2 separate regions of the Mus musculus genome follow, and region 1 is linked to region 2. The links are chromatin contacts, called in public Micro-C maps. All regions are on one chromosome and are shown on one strand. The core of a region is the stretch at or near the end of the contact, and the rest is flanking DNA. Distances in the headings are between cores, read along the strand shown.

Region 1 (4,483 bases), core at 581-3,080, 57 kb before region 2:
GAGACGGCTGTGGTGGCACTCACCTTATAGCACTCAGGAGGCAGAGGCAGGTGGATCTCCAAGTTTGAGGCCAGCCTGGTTCTACAGATGGAGTTCCAGGACAGCCAGGACTATGTAATAGAGTCCCTGTCTAAACACAAAAAGCAAAGACAGCTTAAATAATGTAAACACTGTAGCGTCGATGGACAGATAACAGGTAGAACAACCGTGACAGCCACAAATATGGAAGATGGTTTTGATCCCCTTAGTGCCGGGGGCAGCTTGTGGAATGTCTGCTGAACTTGTAGAAGGTTTTTGGGCGTTTTACAGCCTGAGCCTCAGTCTGGTCAGGCACCTCCTTACTGCACACTGGACCACTTCCTTATCAGTCAGAGATGATGACCTAATACTTAGAGTATAGGGACCCTCAAGTGACAAGAAGCTGCTCAATAATGTGCCTAAGGGCAAATCTGCCCTGATGACGTGTATATACAAACTAAGATGGCTACCCTGTGACTACGCCACGGAGAGCTCATAGGATGACCACCAGGTAGAAATGTTACCAGAGGCAGCACAGCACATGCTCAGAGAATTGCTCCCCAGTCGGAACTATGAAAAGGCTGCCCTCAACCCAGTCTCCCAGAACTTCCCCCACCATTCCAAACAGTGCCAGGGACTTCCTAAAATTCACCTGGTGCACATGAGTGCTCAAATCTCTCCACGGCTCTTTGGTACCTGTGGCATATGGAATATACATTTTTACCAGGTCACTCAGGTGAGGAAGGTAAGGGGTCTTTCCTGCTCAAAGTGAACAGCCTCCCCACCCAGAGTAGGTGCCTCCTCCAACTTCAGACTCTAGGGCCTTCTCGGCCAACTCTGGGACATTCAGGGCACTTTAAAGTTGGTCCAGCCCCTGTCGTTGATTTTCTCTTACACGTGTGACATGTCCAACACTAGTATGTATAGTCCTTGTGTTTCCTCACATCCTTCCACTGTCTACCATGTCCAGTTTCTGTGGCCTGGGAAGAACCACGACTTCCTGCATGCTATGCAGTCACTACCAACTGGATTACATCCCCCTAGAAACCTGCCTCTGCCTCCTGAGTGATGGGGTTAAAAGCATTGCCACCATGCCCGGCAGTAAGTGTCTGTCCTCTGCAGAGTCTTGTACTGTTCAACTCCAGAAAGCCCTCCAGAATTAGCTGTCACCTGCTTTGGCTCAGACTTTCCTGTTTGCCATCTGGCACAACGCTAGGCACATGACAGGTGTTTAATCAATACATGTGACAGGCGGGAATGCTTTGGTCAGTGGAGCGGATGGAGGCAGACTGGAGGAAAAGATGAAAGGGCGGGTTTTGCGCCTCTGGCTCTGCCCTGTCGAGCCAGATAAACCCCAAACATCTCCCCTCTGAGGGAAGGGGTCTCTCATTCAGGATGGGAGAGTCACGCTGTCCCCGGTTAACGGCCCACTTTCCCTGGGCCCTGAGCCACCGGATTCAGAGCAGAGTCACAGTCTTGCCCAGAGCAGGAGGTTCCTAAAAACTTGGAAGTGGCACAGGGACTCAGCCAGGCTGGCCGGGGTGGCCCCCGAGTAGCCTATCCCTGCGGTTTCCTTAACCCTGGCGAGGTCTCTCAAACTCTGGGGCCCCTCGCGGCCTCCCTGTCCCCGCTCCGCGCGCACCTGGCCTGCACGAACGCGACACCGGGGCCGCCCGCCGCTCCGAGGAGCTGCCGCCTCCGCGTCGCCGCCTCCATGGCCGCCACGCTCGGCCTCGCCTTCCGGGAGGAGAGACGGCTGCGCGGGCCGCGCGGAGCCTCGGCGCCCAACGCGGGGAAGGCTGGGCGGGAGAGAGGGAAGCGAGCGCGGGGCCCCAGGGCGGGCGGGAGGGGAGGGGAGGAGCTGGAGGCTGGAGGGGAGGAGGGAGGAGAGAAGCTGGAGGAAAGAGCAGGGGGAGAACTGGTGAAGGGAGGAGGATAGGGAGGGGCTTGGGGCAAGACCGGAGAGGAGGATGGAGTGTGGGGAGGAGGGAGGAGGAATGAGAGAGCGGAGGTGGAGGGAGACAGCTGGAGGGCGTGTTTTGTTTGAGAAGGAGGGGCCTAACTTATGTCCCAGAGGTCTTGGGTCTTAGTTGAATCTGCACTCCAGTGGGGAAGCCTGGCGTCTTGTTTGTTTGTTTGTTTGCTTGCTTTTGTTTTTTTCCTGGGTTCTCTGCATTTCTGCAGGAAGGAAGCCTTGCCTAGCCGGGCTTGAGGGTACTGGACGAAGGTGAACCGGGGACCTGGAATGACCAAGCTGTGAGGTCATCAGAAGACCCGGGGTCTTTGAGCCCTCCTTCCTCAGATTAAAGACTGCTCGATAAACTATCCACTGTGCTTTGATAGGTGAAGAGAATAGTGAATTCTCTCCTAGTTGGAGGACAACGAGGTGGTCCAGAATCCAGTCCTGGCGTTGGGGAAAGACACACACCCCTTCCTCATTCAATTGTGTTAAGAACCTCGTAAGTTCTGTGCAGGAACCTATGAGCCCTGTTCAGAAGCGCTTCTGTTCGTAGCTTCTGGTAATGGTGGAGGAAGTTCTGAGGGTTGTGTAGCCATAGAGGCAGTAAGGCCAAACAGGCATCACAGGAAGGATAGCTGACAGAGAAGTATGAACTGGAGACAGGAAAGAGCTCCAGGCAGAGGGAACGGCCAGAATTCCCCACACACCCACCCCTCCTCCTCCCACACCCTGTCCAGAGACTAGCTGGTATGGAGGAGTGGAAAGTTGTGTGAGAACCACGCTGCTCAGGGGAGTGAGAGACTGGCTGAGATGGGGGAGAGAGGGGTTTAGATTGGAGCCCCCAATCCCTGAGAACCTCAGGAAGGGCCCTGGCAAGAGACTGGCATATGTGTGCATTTCAGGCACAGCCCAGAGGCAGAACCAGAGATGGAGGAGGTGCAGCCTGTCGGGTACCAAGTTCTAATGAGGGTCCTGGACTGTATCAGTAAAGGGGGGTTGGGGGTGAGACATGCCCAGTGGTGTGGGAGCTATCTTCTTCGGATGCATGGCTGTAAGGGGAGAGGAGTTTAGATGTGACCAGGCGCTGCATCTAAGTGGGTGGAGCAAGCACAGGTAAATGAGACGTCATCTTTGGACCCACGAAGCTTTGGTTGGGTCAGGATGCTGTTGGACCCATGGGTGTGAAGCTCAGACGCCATGTCGGTCGGTAGGAGCCTGGCAGATAGATTGAGCCGCAGGAACATAGATGGCATCCAGAACCCAAGGAGACAATGTCCCAATGAGAAAAGAGAACAGAAGCCAAACATGAGAAGTATCTGCAAGGCACACTGTCTGGGGACCAGTGTCACAGAGGTCAGATAAATTGCTCGGCCTCTCCCAGACTCAGTTTACTCATCTGTAACAAAGGGTGAGCTATTTCATCTATAGCTTTGAGAAATGCATGAGCCTCTTGCAGACTATCTGGCTCTGTTGGGCTGGTTTTGTTGGAGAGCATGTATGCGTTCATGCACTTGTACATGTGTATGCGTGGTGTGGTGTGTGTGTGCACTCGTGTGTGGTGATTGTGTGATCTTGGAGATTGTGCACATGTACAGGCAGGTGCATGTGGAAGCCAGAGGTCTTCACTGGGTGTCTGTCTTGGTTGTTTCTCTTGTCTTTGGAGACAGGGATCTCACTGGGCCTGGAGCTTATCAATTTGGCTAGACTGGCTGGTCAGTGTGCATCAGAGATCCACCTGTCTCTGTGGATTACAAATGTGCTGCATACACCTGGGGATCCAAACTGGGGTCTTCATGCTTGTACAGTACCACTCTACCAACTGAGCTTTGTTATCTATATCAGCCAACTCCCAGACTGGTTATGTATATCAGCCTGTTCTGAGGTCCCCTTTTATGGTACAGGGGCATTGAACTCTGAATTTTTTTTTTTTTTAATGAAAGTTATTCTTCCTTACTTTGGTCAGACCTGCATGGACTGCTTGACCATGAGAGGCTGGGGCTCTCTGCCTCAAAATCATTCTCTTCAGCCCAGAGGCCACAACTAGATTGTTGCTGTGGTAACTACCAAATGCTACATTTGTTTCCATGCATTTTTTAAAAATTTTTCTTTATCTTATTTCCTTCCTTTTTTTTTTTTTAAATAGCATCCATGTAAACCAGTATAGCCTCAAACTTACTATATAGCTAAGGATGACCTTAAACTTTTTAAGTGTTTATTTATTATGTATAGTATTCTGTCTGCATATATGCCTGCATGCCAGAAGAGGGCACCAGATTTTATTACAGATGGGAATTGAACTCGGGACCTCTGGAAGAGCAGTCAGTGCTCTCTCTCAACCTCTGAGTCATCTCTCCAGCCCCGTCCTTAAACTTTTGATGTCTTTGTCTCCTCCCCAAGTGCTATTGAACTTTGCCCAGTTTCAAGACTCTCAGAAGGCAGCCACCTCTAGCCCAGCCCTCCTTCCATGGCTCTTTTTCTTTTATCTCTTTTATCTTGCCTATGTCA
Region 2 (5,142 bases), core at 1,035-3,534:
CTTCTGGCCACCTTGTGCACCTACGTGCACATGCCTACATGCATGCTCACACACACACACACACACACACACACACACACACACACACACACACAGACAAGTTAAAAAAAAAAAAAACCCAAATACTTTCTAAATTATTTGTTAGGCTGTGAAAAAGTGAATTACCAGTAGGAGCATAGAATGGAGATGCTTTGTTTCGAGAATGGCCTAAGTCAGTGTGTGGGTCAGCACTGAAGGCCCAGCCTGGAGGGTCGGGGAACCTGAGTGGGGGCAGCCCCTGGCCAAAGATGGGGTGGGTGGCAATGGTGGGGTGAGCAGTGCCCACTACCTAGATGCAGAGATGTCACCGCAAGAGAGGCCAGGTAGACCTTGGGAGAGGACTGGCTGTATAATGGACAAGACTGTCCCCGCGACATTTAGATCCGAGCAGACACCCTCCTCCCTTTCTTCTTTAAAACAGAATGCAGCCTTGCTCTGTCACAGAGTGGAATGTCTGTTGTTGGTTGTTTTTAAATACCGTTTAGAACATTTTCTTAAATATATTTCTGACAGTAAAGGTCGTACCGCATAGGGGAACAGATGACATTGTTCAGATGAAACAGATGACAGGGGACACTGATGTGTCCATTTCCATCTCAACAAAAGGTTAAGGCATAAATTACTCTGCTGGGCATCCGGCATGCCCCTTGTCCTTGGGGCTTATCCCAGAGCTGGCCGGCGAGATGCCTATCTGCCTCTGAGGTTTAAGGTTCCCAGGGGCCTTGCATGGGCTTTGTTCAGTGCATGCCTAGAAGGCCCCCCACAGCGCCCCCTACAGGAGCCCTTCTCCCACACGCTGATGGTTGGGAGGTGCGTGCGTGTGTGTGTGTGTGTGTGTGTGTGTGTGTGTGTGTGTGTGTGTGTGTGTAGGTGCTGATGTAAGAAACAGAGGCTCCCTATCACAGTGCATCTACCAGGGACAAGCTGCAGTTGTCAGACAAGAGGGTACGGAGAGCCACGGATTTTTATCATCCTCCTCAGGCTCCCTAGCACGAGTTGCCTAGCAACCAAAGCGGCTGAGAGGAGCTGCGGGGGAGGCTGGAGAGCAGGATTGAGTGGGTGGTGGTTACTGCTGGAGAGCCCTGCTGCTTTCTGATGTTTGGAAGGTACCCAGCATCCTGATTCCCTCCAGTTCATTTGGCACAGTCCCTGGATGTGTTTCCATCACTGGCCTGCAGCTGGCATATCAAGCCACACAACTCTGGGTCACTCATAGAGATCTTTGGGGTCTATCTGTGGAGAAGGGATGGCTGTGGTTTGGGAACCAAGAGCAAGGGTAAGGGGTGCGGCGGAGGTTATGCTCCCGGGCCATGGAGTCCTGAAGCTATAGGTCCAGATAGGGCGTGCACAGTGGGCTCGTATTTGCTAGCTTCCCCTTGAGTTTCTTCAGAGGTGGGCAAGACAACAAAACCCTAGCACCTTAGTGTTTGGGGCAGCAGATTCCCTCCACAGAGCCTTGGGGGAAGGCCACCGGTGGGTCTTGGAGGGTCCCTTTTAGTCCTTAGGGATCTGTACTGGAGGTCTTGGCCTCTAGTAGAGAAGTCACTCCGAACACGGGCTGGAGGTCCATCCCACAGCGATCAGTTGCCATTGCTCCAGAGATGAACTCAATGTAAAGTCCATGGGTGTCCTCTTTGCTCCAGCTCTGAGGCCATAGCCCGGGCCTGCACACCCCCGGACTGGTGTCGGGCCCCCAACAACTTGAAGCTTCCTCTGGATCCTCACTTGAGCTCTTTGGGGATGGGGCCTAGGCCAGGTTCCCTCTTGCGCTTGGCACTTTTAAAAAAACCGAGCTGTGGGGAGGCAAAGTGGAATATGTGAGGGGTGGACAGGCTGGGCGACATTGGTGTCATCTGTTGTTCCTCTGTTAGCCCCTCAGATTTTCTCCCTAAGAGGGCTTCCCTAAATACCCCCAGCTCACCCTCAGTACCTTTACTCCCTTATTCAGTATGTGAACTGAAGTCCTGGGCCAGGGGACAAGAAGTCAAGCTGGATCACCCAGCCCTAGTTAATATCCCAATTTGGGCCTCCCTCACTTTATCTGTAGCAGGTGGAGATTGAGCCCCGAGTTCTTAAACAGAGGGTCAGAGCTGAAGGAGATTTTGTGCAGTTTTATTGCTTAGACCTTTTTTTTAAAAAAAAAAAAATCTGGTAGGAGGAACCCTACAGGCTTGGAACCATAGTTTGGCCTTTGCAGGCATGACTAGTCTTGCCTGCTGTGGAAGGCATTTGGTGTCATGGCAACAGGCAAGCACTTGAAGGAGTCTGCAGTGCCAGATCTCAGGGACAGGAGAATGGAACATAAGCACAGGCCTAGAACTTTGAGGTCAGACAGGGATACTGTTCCTGTCCCTACCTACGGGAGCCTCACCTTCCACAGTGCCAGGACCAGCAGGGCCAGCAGCAAGAGGCCCCCCAGAGTGCTGCCCACGATGATCCAGATGGGGACCTGCCAGTCTTCTTGCTTGGAGATCTCAAATGTGACCTGCAAGTAGAGGGGGCCAGGGCAATATTGTCACAACTGCCCAGGGCAGAGGGTGGCACATCTGCAGTGTAGAGCTGCACCTGTCCCTTTGGGAGATGTGAGGAGGGACAGGTCTCACAACAGCTAGTTCTGCCCAGCTGACCTCTAACTGCGTGAACGGGAGGAGGGTAATGGGCTCCATGAGCCGTGCTCTCTTCGGCATTAGCTGTCTGCTCCCCCTGATTCTCCATGACTGCCACTCTTTGACAGCCCTCCTGGCTGGTCCTTATTTCTACCAATGTCCTCGTGTTGGTCTGTGCAGGTGTGGTTTCTGAGCCCCAGGGTCACTTGGGGAACTTAGGGTTGTGCCCAGGAGCCCTGGGAAGCCGTTGCAATTGTAATTTTCCTTCCTTTCCTTTTTATGGGAGTGGGGGTTAGGGTCAACTGACCTTATACTTGCTATGTAGCCGATGATGACCATGAACTACCTTTTAAAATATAAATATATTTACTTATTTAATTTTTAAGATTAAAATTGCATTGCCCCCTCCTTCCTCTACTCCCTTCTCTGACCCCACCTTGCTCTCTTTTGATGTAACGAACTCCCTTTCTTTACATGTTATTGTTGAACTGGTATTTTTGGTTGGTTGGTTGTTTTTTTTTTTTTTTGGTTTTTCAAGACAAGGTTTCTCTATGTAGCCCTGGCTGTCCTGGAACTCACTCTGTAGACCAGGCTGGCCTCGAACTCAGAAATCCGCCTGCCTCTGTCTCCCGAGTGCTGGGATGAAAGGCGTGCGCCACCACGCCCGGCTGTTGAACTGTTTTTTAAACATTAGTTTGTTTGTTTTTTAAAGATATATTTATGAATGTTTACACTGTCTTCAGACACACCAGAAGAGAGCATCAAGTCCCACTGCAGAAGGTTGTGAGCCACCATGTGGTTGCTGGGAATTGAGCTCAGAACCTTTGGAAGAGCAGTCAGTGCTCTTAACCGCTGAGCCATCTCTCCAGCTCCCTAAACATTAGTTTTTATTGCAGGGTGTAAGTGCTCACACGTGTGTGTGCATGTAGTGGGCAGAGGTTGACATCACATGTCTTCCTCAGTCACTCTCCACCAGAACAGTGTTTGAGACCGGGCCTCTCACTGATCCTGGAGCTGGCTGATGTGGTTAGACTGCCTGGCTAGCAAGCCCCAGGCTAGCAAGTGCCAGGAGTCTCCCATCTCTGAAGCCCAGCTGTGGGTTTACCTGTGTGCACCACCATGAGCAGCTGCTCTCTATAGGAACTGAACCCAGCCTTCATGCTTGTGAGGCAAACACCTGAGGCATTTTCCTAGCCCTACCTAGCCCTAGCCCTCGAATTCCCGACCCTTCTGTCTCCACTTCACAAGAGGGTGACATCTACACTCTTGATTTCTATGGTTCTGGGGTTGAACTCAAGGGTTTGTGTATGCCAGACAAGCGTTCCCCCACCAGAGCTGTACACCAAGCCCTCGACTTGCTTTTAAACTTAGGTGAAGAAAAAAAATGGGCACAGTGGTACATGACTTTAACCCCAGCACTTGGGAGTAGAGGCAGGTACATCTGTGGGCTCTAGGCCAGTGTGGTGTTTACATAGTGAATTCCAGGATAGCCAGGACTACAAAGAAACTGACTCAAAAACAAAACAAAAACAAAACAAAATATAGTGAATTCCAAGACAGCTAGGACTACAAAAAAACCTGATTCAGAAAGAAAGGGAGAGAGAGAGAGATGAGAGAGAGAGAGAGAGAGAGAGAGAGATGAGAGAGAGATGAGAGAGAGATGAGAGAGAGATGAGAGAGAGAAAGAGGAGAGGGTAGAGGATAGAGGGGTGAGGAGAGAGGAGAGAGAGAAAGAAAAGGAGACAGGAGGCTGGAGAGATGGTGTGCGTACTGCCTAGGACCCGCTTTGGGCAGGTCATAGGCACTTGTATCTCCAGCTCCAGGGCATCTGATACCCTCTTCTAACTTCTGCAAGCACCTTCCCACATGTGTGTACACACACACACATTTTTAAACAATAAAATAAATGTTTTTTAAAAAGAAAATAAATAGCTGGGCGTGGTGGCACACGCCTTTAATCCCAACACTTGAGAGGCAGAGGCAGGCAGATTTCTGAGTTCGAGGCCAGCCTGGTCTACAAAGTGAGGTCCAGGACAGCCAGGGCTACAGAGAAACCCTGTCTTGAAAAACCAAAAAAAACAAAAAACAAAAAACAACAACAAAACAAAACAAAACAAACAAACAACAAAAAAACAAAAAACAAACAAACAAACAAAAAACCATAGTTCAGCCTGGGTTATTTCTGTTCCTCTTCAGACTTTTTTCTTTCCAAATGAAGGATGACCTCGGTGCTGTGGGACCCACTCGTGACCCCGTGAACGTGCCCCACCAGGTGGCCTTCACTATGCTCTCGACCTCGCTCTCACTTCTGTCTTCCTCTGCACTCCAGGTTCTGGATCATCCAGCTGTTCACCTGACTGTGACCCCCTCACCTCCAGACCTGTTTCCACCACGGCTTCCTTAGCAGCCCGTGGTGACACTCTTTATGCCAGCTTGCCATCCTTTTACATCCAATGGCGCCCATCAGCAAACCATCTCATTCTACTCCAGAAACCCC

What was found. A called contact is a pair of places that touch in the nucleus more often than the background predicts.
Region 1: a contact with region 2 is called in a Micro-C map of the G1E-ER4 cell line, with 2.8 times the contacts expected there. The contact joins the promoter of Cln6 here to the enhancer-like site in region 2. A contact is called at or near these places in 3 of 39 promoter capture datasets (embryonic stem cells, macrophages and stem cell-derived epiblast-like cells), 2 of 15 datasets of contacts at CTCF or cohesin (the G1E-ER4 cell line and embryonic stem cells), 40 of 484 Hi-C or Micro-C datasets (the Ba/F3 cell line, the G1E-ER4 cell line, differentiating embryonic stem cells and 5 more), 4 of 115 datasets of contacts at active chromatin or transcription factors (embryonic stem cells, extraembryonic endoderm stem cells and trophoblast stem cells) and 4 of 9 other capture datasets (adipose tissue, embryonic stem cells, liver and 1 more).

What each region holds. Positions count from the first base shown.
Region 1 is chr9:62,836,132-62,840,614 of GRCm38.p6, reverse strand. Cln6 (ceroid-lipofuscinosis, neuronal 6) reads right to left here and starts at 1,830. Exons shown (of 7, transcript NM_001033175.3): 1 at 1,661-1,830. The coding sequence starts at 1,734.
Region 2 is chr9:62,779,318-62,784,459 of GRCm38.p6, reverse strand. Itga11 (integrin alpha 11) reads right to left here. Exons shown (of 30, transcript NM_176922.5): 29 at 2,411-2,524; 30 at 481-1,832. The coding sequence ends at 1,761. Among named protein-coding and RNA genes, the nearest start is that of Fem1b, 30 kb to the left of the region's middle. Within about 2 kb of position 2,284, at least 87 of the 459 cell types and tissues checked have an H3K27ac peak or open chromatin away from gene starts, as enhancers often do. A contact at or near this core is called in the G1E-ER4 cell line, differentiating embryonic stem cells and pancreatic islet, where this site is marked.